2 separate regions of the Mus musculus genome follow, and region 2 is linked to region 1. Evidence: chromatin contacts called from public promoter capture Hi-C data. All regions are on one chromosome and are shown on one strand. Each heading gives the region's core, a stretch centred on a gene start, on an enhancer-like site or on the middle of the called end of the contact. The rest is flanking DNA. Distances are from core to core; before and after follow the strand shown.

Region 1 (6,457 bases), core at 2,133-4,632:
TCCTGTCTACTCCCTCCCACACCTCCCAGACATTTGTATGCAATTCTTCCTTAACTGCATGTGACCTTGGGGCCTTGGGGGGGGGGGTTCTAGGACACACAGACTGTGGATGTTTCACCGAGAGGGGGACTCCATCTACACAGTGTTAGAAAAGTTATCTCTATTGGGGTGAGATTTTGGGGTAGTATGGCAGCTTGGGGGTCACTCATGATCTCGTGAGTAATTTCTCATCTCTATTCAGTAAACAAGCCCAATAAGGTCATTGGTTCTCCCAGTCTTGGTAGACTATTAGGAGGAGGTAGACATTTGTCTATTTATTCCTAGAGAAAGTTTACAAAATATATTTAAGCTGCTTCCAGAAGATATGTCTTGTCGACATATACATGCGAATCTGGTGCTGTTGGCTTCAATTCATAGTAGATCCCTTCCCTCAAGTTCCACACTCAGCCCATCTCTCTCTCTCTCTCTCTCTCTCTCTCTCTCTCTCTCTCTCTCTCTCTCTCCCTCTCTCTCTCTCCCTCTCTCTCTCTCTCTGTCTCTCTCTCCCCCTCTCGATCCCCTGGACTGTACCATTCCTGGAGATACCGTAATACCAGGCCGATGCACCGAGTGGCTGAAGCAAGCTCTCATTTTACCTCCCTGTCATATCAGATAATAAACTGGTAAGAACAGCCACTCTCACTTCATCTTAGGTCAAAGGCTGGGAAGCAATCATGCTCAATTTCTCAACCTTTTTAGTCATTTAACCATAGTTTGCTAAATGAGATAACATTGAAGTCTACTCATGCCTTAAAAGTTATGAGGCTTTCCCGTGCTTTTACAGTGGGGGAAGGCTTGGGGAGTGGTGATAGAACTATGTGGGTATCATTTCTGTCAACTATCTCTCAGAACTTACTCTGAGAGGCCCCCTTGGGGTTTTGACTGAAGAAGGTATGCAATCTAGTCCACCCAACAGCAACTGAACCTCCTCAGTGAGACGGTTACATTTAAGTTAGAGGTCAAGGGGATGATCAAGTGGTACTAAAATCACCAGCAACAGCCACAGCCATGATTTGGAACACCGGGCCTCAACAAGGGGGCAACTGCTTAAATGCCATTATGTATCTTTGCAGTGAACAGCTTTTCCATCATTTTACTGCAAAGGAAGCGAAGGTCCAGAGAGGTCAGATAAAATGTGGAGCCTGAAAAGCTGAACTGATTTGCTTTTCAGAGCTATGAATGTGTAAACCTCTGCTGCCATCAGAGAGAAAGGAGTGAGAGATGGAGAGATGGAGAGAGAGAGAGAGAGAGAGAGAGAGAGAGAGAGAGAGAGAGAGAGAGAGTTAGAGTTAATATTATGGGAAGAATCAGGTAGAAGAATTGCCCTGAATTGCTCCCACAAAAGATGCTGCAAGAAAATATTCTAAACCAGCACTTTAGTTATTTCCCAAGCTCACTCCAGATAGAAAGAGCCAGGCTGGCACAGATACATTTGTTTTGAAGGACTTGTTCTTCTGCAGTCAGTCCCTGCTCCCTCAGATTAGTCTCCCAAATGACCACCGTGTTTCTCTGTGATTCTGCGGCTTGGCAACACTCTTCTCTAACCAGCACAAGCAGCTTGATTCTAAGCAGAGCTCTCACTTCTGCTGATTGCCATCAGTGGAACAAAACGTACAGGGAGGAGAGGAGGTGGTGGTGGGGGAACTACAGTAAGCCCCCTTCCTGTGGTGCCTGTCTACAGACTCAGTGTGAATCAAGATGTTCTCAAGATCGATCTCTCTCTCTCTCTCTCTCTCTCTCTCTCTCTCTCTCTCTCTCTCTCTCTCTCCCTCTTTACCCCCTCTCTGAGCAAGAATTGGAGAAGACTCTATCTGCCTCAGGAATCTAAATCTATGTTATTATTTGAGAAATCCATTGAGCAAACATCATTTACCCATGCCACGAAGCCAGATCTAGAGGAGGTGACCTTGCCTTGAAGCATCGATAATTGGGAAAAAGAAAGAAGAAATGGCTATTGCTAATGAGGCTTCCGCAAGCCACCATTTCATAGTGTAGCTGAAAGAAAGAAACTAACCAAGCTCTGAGAAGCTGCAGAATCCTAGTGCGGCGAGTGGGTTAGATGCCGTACGTTTCATTAAAAGGCTCTGGGAAGGTCTGCTGTATTTAAAGTGTGGGAATTCCCCTCCATCGTACATAGAAAAAATGGTCTAATTACACAGATGACAAATACATGTGTGGAGGCACACAGCACATGCAAAGCCACACTCACACAGACTGACAGGCTGTGAGTCTGATGATGGCAATGAATCTCACAGCCTACTTGGCCCGTGGAAGGATGACTTTCTGTATGCAAATGAAGGGTAGGGGGAAAAAACCCACTCTGCCATTGCAATTAAATAATACAGTATTAAGTCACTGCACGGTCTTGAACGAGGTGTGGCATCAGCAGGACCCGTCTGTGGGTCAGGTCTCTCTTGGAGGGGAATCCACAGTGCCTCGTGATGGCTGAAGTGACGAAATATGAGATTTACGGGCTGAAAGAGGCCCGGTATGCATTCTGATATTGCTTTCTCTAACATACTTTATGACATGACATAAAGATGATACTATCTAAAGTAGCTGATATGTCTCAAACCAAAGAGTAGGACTAGGAATACATCCGCAAGACAGAAAGCCCGTAAGCTTTTTTTTTCTTTTCTTTTCCTAAAAGCTTATCAAGTCCTTACCAGGTTTGTTTTCACACACACACACACACACACACACACACACACACACACACACACACACACACACTCACACACACACACCTTTCCTCTTCTCCTTACAAACTGGAAATCTCTTCGCCATTGGAGTGGTAAAACATCGTGTTACCTTTGTGCTGATCAAACACAGAAGAGGTGCTGAAATCCATGGTAGCCTGTCTCATCGTTTACCATCAGAACGGCAAAAAAAACCCAGTCAGGGCTCTGGAGAGGAGAAAACACCATTTCACACACTGCAGCCAACGTCAGTCAGCTTCAGCATCGTTGGCGTCAGCTCCCGTTGTAGAATTAAGTGTGTGTTAGATCTGCCGGGCGCCTTCAAGGCTACCTTTGCAAAGACATAAAAAACACTCTTTCTGCAGGGGAGGAAGTGTTACTCTCAGAATCCCATTCACCATCAACACTGACGTGTGAGTATTATATACCCTTCCCCCAAGCAGACAGACAAAACATCCCAAACCCTAAAATAAGACAGCCTTCACGGGGGTGCCTGCCTTGGATCTGGGCCAGGAAAATGCTGCAGATCTCAGAGCTTCGGCTGAGGCGACTGGAAGGTCGCTTTAAACCAATAGAAACCTCAATGAGTGAGTGAGATTCACAGGGCCAGACGGAGCATGTGCAAAGCCGCCAGCGCAGACTGCGTGCTGGCTGTTTGTTCTTGGTGGAGTGAGAACTGCATTTGGGTCATGTGAGCAGAGACGGGCCATCTCAGTGGAATAGGATGTAAATATTGTAGCAGGAGGCTGCAGTCCACGTGCCCTGCTGAGTAGTTATGCACTGCTGCTGGGGGTGGGGGGATGGGGGGAGGTTCAGGCTCCCTGCAGTGACCTCCTCCTGTCAGAGAGACTTTGAGGGTGGGCAGTGAAAGGTTGAAGGTCAAGGTTCAAATATCTGTGCAGACTAAATCAAACAGCCTGCAGTCACAAGGCTGTGCCTTACTGCATTCTGCATGAAGCCTGACAAGTCACCAGCCATACTGCTTCGAGAAGCAGTCAAATAAATTCATCCTCTAGGGTTAAAAACCTGAGGGGGAAATCTTGCTCTTATTTGCATACGGTGGTACTGTCTATTGCTAGGGGAAGACATCTGTCTAGTTCGTTTGTGTTTTTACAAAATGAAGACATTTCCTTTGTGGTTTTGGCTTTATATCTATATGTGTGCACACCTGAGCGTGTATATGTCACAGGTCCATCAGGAATCTCTTTTCAGGATCACCTTCCTTGTTTTTTCCAGAGAGAGTCTCTCCCTGACACCCAGGCCTTGTCCGGGTGCCTAGGTTGGCTGGCAGGAAGCCAGGATTCTCCTATCTGTCCTCCAAGAGCCTGGGTGGTGAGTGATAGCACCTGGCTTTTTGTATGTCACTGATCATGGCAACTCCCTTTTCTTTTTAACTAACAGATATTTGATTTTAGACATAGTGCTGGAAATGTTTTCTTTTTTTCCTCTGCGTATGGCTATATTAATACTTTTTTTTTGTAGTACAGAGATTAAACCCAAACATTATATACTAGATAAGTGGTCAACTACTGAACTACACTCTTAGTCTTTACATTTGTTTTGATATAGAATGGTCTAGTCTATGTTCTGTGTTCTTTTGTAGGCAGTTCTCTTTTATCTTTTGACACATATTTTCTACTTGCCTGTCATTTATTTTTCATAAAAAAGGGCCTCACATCTCTATGACAATGCTACCACTCACTAGTAATATCACTCACTCACAAGCACTGTTATTCACCTCACAGAACCATGACTCAGCAGTACTGTTACTATGACTCAGCAGGACTGTTAGTATGACTCAGCAGGACTGTTATTATGACTCAGCAGTACTATTATTTACCCAACAATGTTATTCATCGCTATTCTTTTCCACTTGGGCTCCTTCCTTTCAAAATACTCTGCAGTATTTGATTTAAAAATACAAGCAGAGGCTGGAGAGATAACTCAGTGGATCAAGTTGTTGCTTTAGCATTTTTAGAGTCCAGGATGTGGCAGTTTGACTGTCATCTCAGTGCTGGGGAGGTGGAGACAGGATTTCAGGAGCAAGCTGGATGGCTAGACTAGCAGTGAGCTCTGGATCTGATGGAGGGACTGTGCCTTAATATATAAAGGGTGAGCAATCAAGAAAGACACTCATGTCAACTGTGGTCCCTACATGTGTATGCTGAAATGGTCACCCACACATATATATATACCACACATATATATACCCCACAAGCAAACACACACATCATGCATACAGAGGAGAAATACAACACATTGTTGACAGATGAGCTAGGTGGTGTAGGACAGCAGGACTGGGAGAAGAACAACTGCTGAAGTCAGCCTTCTGATACTCTAGCCTGTTGCCTGGAGTGTTTCCAAACCCACTGCTATATGGAACCAGGGTGGGCTCAGTGGTTTGTAGAATGACTCCTGAAAAGATATACACGCCTTAAGCCCCAGAACCCATGAACATGACCTTGATGGCAAACTGAGTCTGTTCAGCTCTAACGACATAAAGGAGCTCTCTTTGAAATGTGTCTCAGTGGTTTCTATTGTTCAGAGGAACATGCAGAGGTAAGGGGGTGGGGGAGAACATGGAACAACACAACCTCCTGTCATTTGTCACTTATGCCACCAAAGCAGGAAGAACTTAGGAACCCATTGTCTCCTAAAGCCTAGAGGGGGAGCTGGGTTCTGGCAGCACCTTGATTTTCAACTTTGGATTTCCAGACTGTGAAATAGTAAGTTTTGGTTGGTTATTGGAAGCCACCAAGTTTGTGATAATTTTCTTACAGCAGCTTCAAGAAATTAACACAGAGGACTCTCAAAATATTATCTCTCCAGTTAGTAGATTTCTGTGAAAGCATTTATCATGACCCAAACCAAAGTATGGCTGTTAGTTTGTAAGGGACTCATTCTGAAGAGAGGCAGGTAGGCAGACCGAAGACGAGGGCTTGAGTGTGTTATATAGGTGTGGCTTGGGCAAACGTCATGATTTTTTGGAGCTCTGCCTTTTAATCTGTTGCATGGGAACCAACTTCTTATGAGAATTCATGGTTATCATTCAGTCACTTTTCTGGGCTTCTAAAAAGGTTAGTTTTTTTTTTTTTAAATGTATTTTCCAGTTCATTTTGAGTGAGGGTGTAATGTCCTACTGCAATCAAGATATAGAATATTTCTATCACTTTTAAAGCTCTCTGGTGCTCCTTGCAGGCTAGCCCCTCTCCTGGGAAGTGTATATTCACAACCTAATGGGAGAGGGAGAAAAAAACCAGTGGACAGGTAAGCAACTTAGCACTTAATGGTAGGAAAACAGTATATGCTCTAAAGGGCATTTAAAGTTTTGGTGCATTTTGCTTTGTACTTTTTGTAGTGTTATCTTTATTAGAACATATAGTATATTTTGTACTAACACTTTAATTCATGAATATCATATACGTTGATTATATTCACTCTTATTCTTTCTCTTGCTCCTCCTCTTCTCTCTTGATTTCTTTCCTCTTTCCAGAGATAGGGTTCTTTCTCCTCTCTCTCTCCCTCTCTTTCTCTCTCTCTCTCTCACACACACACAGGCACATATATAACATTCACACACACACAAGCATACACACACACATCTATGCACAGATTTATATACATACATATATTTATGTGTATAAATTATACATACATTATACATACATGCCCACATACATACATACATACATACATACATACATACATACATACATACA
Region 2 (6,457 bases), core at 2,166-4,665, 180 kb before region 1:
TAAAAATACCAGCCGGGCGTGGTGGGTGGCTCACGCCTTTAATCCCAGCACTCAGGAGGCGGAGGCAGGCGGATGTCTGAGTTTGAGGCCAGCCTGGTCTACAAAGTGAGTTCCAGGTCAGCCAGGGCTACACAGAGAAGCCCTGTCTCGAAAAACCAACCAAAAAAAAAAAAAAAAACAAAAAACAAAAAAACAAAAAACAAAACAAAAAACCAATAATAGAGAGGACAGCATAGTTGACAAAGCTCTTGCTTACAATGTGGAAAGGCCCTTTCACAATGTTCCACCCCCAGCCCACCACATAAATAAAACTCTATGCTTAGATGTCTTTCTCTCAAACCATCATGCTATTATTCGGGAGAAAATTACAAGCAAGTTGGCTTTTTATTCCAATTATGCTGAAATGACTCTTTTCGTTTTCCAACTGCAAAGCAAATATTTAAGCTCCTCATTTTGCGTGGCCTCAGCATCAGGTCTTACCTTTCACAGTTCCCAGGGCAGCCACATCTAGAGGGTGAGCTCAGGTTACCACAAACCTCCAGCACACCTTCTTGATGGGAGTGTGTGCCTGTACCCGGGCTATAGTTTGCTTCTACGGTGCCAGTGCCCTGCTGACTCTGCCTTGTTCCACTGTTTATAACCCAAACGGACATCTCTTCTGTGGGATTTCCCCCACATTCACAGACATCTGTGTTCCCAGGGCCCTTTCAGAGTTCCCTAAGAGGATTCACCGTGTAGCACTGGAGTTACACAACTTCACATGCTGAGACTCTTGAGGCACTTAGGGAACAACTAAAAGAACGTTTAGTTTGCACATGTATGTCCGTATGTAAGTGCTACTGACAGAGAATGTGCGTGTATGCAGCCTGAAGGTGCACCCAGGGCCTGGCACATGCTAGGCATGCACTCGACTACTGGCTACATTCCCAGCGTAAACATGAGCTTTAAAACACCTAATATAGTCACTTTACTCTGCCATTCATATATTCGGTATGAAAAAGAACGTATTACAGTTAAGGGCTCAGACAGAGCTCAGGAAATCTATGTATAAATATAGAATCTGATAATAACGTGTTCGCCTTTGTATAAAAGGGGCGAGTAAGACCTACTATTTAATAAGGCTTTGAAGGGCACATGAACATAAGCCAAATGTTCTGTGACTGACATACCAAGTTGCCTAAGCAGTAGATAGTAAACTGAATATATTGTGGTAACGGCACATGGTAGTCCTTTACTTTGTCCCATGGTCCCGTTCTAGCCGCAGTTCTACATCCGGATTTCGATCTCTCTAGTTTCCTCTTTACCCAAACCTTAACCAGGTTCCCAGGCTGACCTCTGGGAACCCCACTGAATATTTCAATTCCAATCCCTAAACACCCACAGTACTTTCTGTATCACTCATTATTTCATTGAAACTACTCCCGTATCCGAGTAGTTTTTCACACAGTTTGTTTACCCGATTTTGTAAACTGAAAAACCTAGGTGCTATCTCAGGCATCTTTTATAAATTCCAGAGCAGGCTGAATGCTTACTAAAATCATCTCACCAGAAACCTCACCTGTGATCAATCCACGTTTGCAATCAAAGATGAGGAGAAAGCTTTAAGAACTTCCTGCTTCCTTAGCAGACAAGTTGCAAATGTACCAGGGCCAGGTGAAGCAAATGTGTGGCAAAATGACACCTGAGATCACTTCCAGGGAAAACCCCTTCCTGCTCCCACTGCAGGGTTGTGGACAACACTCAACTCCCCAGACCAAACTGTAGGAATGCGATAAGAGATCCATCAACACAACAGTTTGTAGGCACAGGCTTTGGAGCCATGTTTTTTGAGCCTGTTCCCTTTTCTAGAAGGTAGATATTGTAACACCCACTTCATAGGTATATAATAATCAGTATTCATTCTAGCACTGAACTGAAATGCCACATTCTCTTAGGAAAAACTATTTCAAAATGAAAACACAAAGTCATAAATAAAACAGAACAAAATGCCCAGTTACATAAGAATGTTGCTTTAAATGAGCGGGTAACAGTATTTGTAATATTCTAAATCACTAATGCCAACAATACAAATTTCTACTATAAAGTTTATCCTTAGCTGACCTTTCCCCCACTGTAATTTTTTCTCTCTCTTTCTCTTGTGAGTAGAAGCAAATGAACACACACACACCCCACCCCCAGAAACCTGTGGAAAACAGAATTTAACCGACTAGCAGATTAGTCCTACAAATGTAGCATTCCAGATCAGAGCTCAAAAATAATTCCCAATGATAAATATAAACACAAACTTGGAAAATTAAGACGATGACGATCATCCCCTGATAATGTGTCAGTAATTTCAAATTAAGAGTCGTTCCAACTGGAAGCTGGCAGTCAGTCAGTCACACACGGTCTAAAAGAGTTTGTTTACAACACTGACCAGACCAAAGATTTTTCAGAAGATTCGCGCTGACATTCCAGCACTCACTGACTACTTTTAAGCAGTACAGCTGCTGTAATGTCCAATAACTATACAAATTAAGCCAAAACGAGTTTCTTCTTAATGGAAAAATGACAAGAACAGAAGTGGACCAAGCCCTTTATATTATGTTTGCTTTGAGTTTCTGAATTTTGGTTGTTCATCCAAAAGAGAGCCCCCTGCCAGCTGGAGAAGGGGACACGTTTACGCTTAGGGGAGGAGGTGAAAATCTAAAGACCGATGATGGGCTTGCTCTCGGGATGTAAAGGCACGCGGGATTTATTAGGAAGGGTACGGACCGAAGGGAAAGTTAATATTTATAAACACTGGACTTTCATTAACGCCTAAATGTTAAGATGTCTGGGTGAAAAGTTCGCTCTGGATTAAGAAACATCAAGAGCAGGGAACGGTAGCATTTCACGGGACACAGAAGACCACACTTTCTAGGGCCATGTCCAGAGTAGGATCAGGGAGCACGGCACGGGAACTGGAAGAACGCAGGACGCGGTCACCCAGGACGCGCGATCCCGAGAGGACTTTGGGGCGGGGGCTTCGGAACTGTGCGTCAGGAACGCGGCTGGAGAAGGCGGGTGACAACATCAGGGAAGTCGGAGCCCGGAGCGGGGAGGGAAGGAATGCGGGGATTCCCAGGCCAGCCCGACCAGCTCCGGGCGTGCGCTCGGCGCCGGTCCAGCCCGGCCCCGCTGGGCCTCGGGTGCCAGGTGGCGGCCGCTCCAGGCAACCCGCACCCTCCCGCGCCGGGGCCCTGTTCTTCTCACCTTCCGGACGCGAGCCTCGCCGCTCCTGAGCGTCCCTCAGCCCCGCGGATCCCGGCCCACACCACCGGTCCCTCAGCGGAGCCGCAGCCCGGATGGCTCGAAGCTCTGGCCTCCCGACCGCACACGCCACCCTCCGTCCGCCGCTGACCCGGGCTCTCCTAGCTCCGCCCCCCACGGCCCCGCCCCCCGGAGCCAGAGACCGCGAGCTCATTGGCTCTGGTCAGTCTCGGAGCGCGCGGCCATTGGCTCCGGGTCGCCGGAGACGAAGGGGCGGGACTGCAGGCCTCTGCGATTCCCGTAACGCGGCTCCCGGCGTCCGGGATTCCGGAGGCTGAGCCTGGTCGCCTTTCCTAGACTAGATCGAAGGCTTCCCCGCCGCACTTGGGTGGGTGGCCGGAACGGAAAGTTCCATTTTCTCTAGGGTAATGGGTCGCGGACAGCAACCCAGGTGCCTCCCGCGACCCCTCTCCCCGGACCTCGGCTGTCTCCCTGGGCTGTCTTCCCCAGAGGGCCTGCGAGCCTCCGGCGACTGCTAGGAGGCCCTTGGGACTCTGGAGGCAAGGGAACTCCCTGGGGACAGGGCAGGACTTAGTGGCCCTGACTGTACTCGCCCATAGTGACCGCTTCGGACCCAGGCTTAAGTAAACGAACCTTGCTACTGTGCAATTTTTGTTGTTGTTAGTAAATGAGTTTGGGTGTCATTGATTGATCCGTGAACTGGTGACCTGCCAAGAAACTGTTATCTTTTTGCGGTTTGAGTCGCCTGATGTGTGATTAGAAATACCAAGGAAAAACCTATTTCATTGTAATCCACCACCCTTCCCTTGATTGGAAAACGACCTTAAGGCTGCAATGTGCGTGAGTGCACGTGTGTGATGTGTGTATGTGTGTAGTGTGTATACAAGCAAGTTGAGAAACTTAAAAGATAAGGGATGTGTAACTGTAAAGAAACACTCCAATTTGCATTGGTTATCTTTTACTGAGCACGGAGCCCGCCCTTGGAGTGCAATTGATATAATATATAATCAGTGTAACTCCACTGATGGAAATTGATTTTCTCATTCCCAACATCTACCTTTTGTTTTGCTCTAAAGGAGACAAATGACAGGAAGCTGGACGGATGGAGGGGTGTGTGGGAGAAGTTGAGGGAACAGCAAAAAAAAAAAAAAAATCTGGTAAAAATATACTGTATACAATTCCCAATAAAAAACTTTTAAAAGTGAAGAAATGACTCAAAAAAAAAAAAAAAGAGAGAAGGCTAGAGACTTTTGGAAGAAAGGCTAACATAATGATTTGCAGAGCAAACAAATACCCATTAATTAGTCATTGTAAAGTTCTTTGTTATATTGACAATTCAGATGAGATCAAATGGATCAAACTGCAGTCTTGCTCTCTGCCCCTCCCTCCCCCTTTTCTTGCCTCTGTTGCATCTCTATACCCCCAGCTCTGAATTATGACCCCTTAGCTGTTGGTCAGCTAGTTTGAAAAAACACTGCCAAGGGCCTGGCTAAAAGAGTCTCAAACACACTAGTGGTTGATGTGCTGAAGCTAAAGATGTGTTTGTCTCTTGCTCAGGGTGTGACAAGATCGAATGGAGGGAAAAGACTTGTAAGGGCCTTTGTTCAATTGAAGACCTTACAAAGGTGCTTAGTAGGTCTGCTGAACGACTATTTAAATGCAAATCCTACGGTTGTTACTTCCCATTGCTGTGACCTTGGAAAAGTCTTGAGTTTCTTCATCTGCAAAATGAGGAGGACGGTTCTGACCTGCTAAGTTGCAAGAATGAACTTATTTAAAACAGCGAGAGGGTTTGACGCACTGTTCAGTAAATATCAGGTGTCCTCGAATGACTCCTCTGCCATCGCACCTCAGTAGACCTTTCTGCATTACAGCATTTATTTAAAAGTTTGTTTATCTGAGGTGGTTGTGGATAGAAGGAGGTGAATGTTTTATAATGGATTCACCTGCCTTGGACCATGGGTGGGGAATCCGAAGGCCTATACTGCCTCTCTCGCATACATGACTTATCACTTTGTCTGTATTGGCTCAGCTCAAGCCTTGCCACACAGCAACTCACACTTTGTGAGAGTGATTAAAATCCTGAGCAAAGGGACTGGAGAGATGGCTCAGCAGTTAAAACGCCTGATGCTCTTGCGGAGGACCCAGGTTCAATTCCCACCACCCATCTCAGGTGGCTCACAGCCAATGTAAGTTCAGTTCCAGGGAATCCAACAATCCTCTTCTGATCTCCAGGGACCCCTGCACATACATGGTGCACATAAACTCACAAAGGCACACACAAACATGAAAAGAAAAAGAAAACCAACAACTTTGACAAACAATCCTAAACAGAAAAGATAAATCAATGCTTGATGAAGAATTTTCAGAACTGCAAGACACTAAGAAGGACGCACCCACTCTGTGGAAGTTGCTTGATTTTCCAGACCCCTCTATAGAATATTGGTCCGGAAATAACCCCTTTCTAGTTAAGAGTTAATCACTAGAAATCCCCATTGAACATTGCAATGTATGGGTTTTTGTTTTGTTTTGTTTTGTTTCCCGTTGTAACATCTTGTTGGTTCTAAATATGGTTGATAATAAGTACCAGTTGGTGGAAGAGCGTATAGGGAGAAGACTGGGTAGAGGAGTGTCATATGCCCCACCTTCCTTCTGTGAGTAGGACAGGTGAGCAAAACTAATGACACATGCTCTAGGATGAAGGTGACAAATGTGGAAGACAAACTTTACCTGCTTTGGTCTACCTAAATCTGGCCCTGACCGGGATAGCTGCATAATTCCTTGTCTGTGCCCTGGAATGTTTCTGAAACTCTGTGTCAGTCTTGTAGTTGGTCACCCGCCCTAATGTCATCTAATGAGTGCAGCCTCCTAGTTGATGATTCATTGACTGCTCTGAGCTCACCATTTCTCATCCCTTTCCAAAGATCATCAGCTTCATTGTATATGCAAGCGGTCCACAGGTAAAGCCACGCCTCCAGCCCAGTCAGCTAAAGAAACGATGCCATCTCTCCTAAACCTGGGGCTGTGTTTCCTTCTCAGTACCTTTAGCCACCTACAGCTGTAAGCCTTTGTGCTCACTCCCACGGAATCTGCAGTCAAGGTGACGTTGAGACTTTGTTCTCAGAGCTGATCAGTTGTTTCCTACCTGTTCTCATCTTCCTAAGCAATGAGAAACTTATAATCAGCCATTTTAGCAATACTCTCA

What was found. Capture Hi-C pulls out chosen DNA fragments and counts their contacts.
Region 2: a contact with region 1 is called in a promoter capture Hi-C map of liver. The contact joins the promoter of Il6st here to the promoter of Ankrd55 in region 1. A contact is called at or near these places in 19 of 39 promoter capture datasets (the 3T3-L1 cell line, the C10 cell line, the HPC-7 cell line and 13 more), 12 of 484 Hi-C or Micro-C datasets (the AtT-20 cell line, CD4 T cells, CD8 T cells and 9 more), 34 of 115 datasets of contacts at active chromatin or transcription factors (the SCID.adh cell line, bone marrow-derived macrophages, craniofacial prominence and 20 more) and 4 of 9 other capture datasets (adipose tissue, liver, macrophages and 1 more).

The regions. Positions count from the first base shown.
Region 1 is chr13:112,285,376-112,291,832 of GRCm38.p6, reverse strand. Ankrd55 (ankyrin repeat domain 55) reads right to left here and starts at 3,382. Exons shown (of 11, transcript NM_029898.3): 1 at 2,851-3,382. The coding sequence starts at 2,905.
Region 2 is chr13:112,461,028-112,467,484 of GRCm38.p6, reverse strand. It overlaps Il6st (interleukin 6 signal transducer), which reads right to left and starts at 3,415. Exons shown (of 17, transcript NM_010560.3): 1 at 3,235-3,415.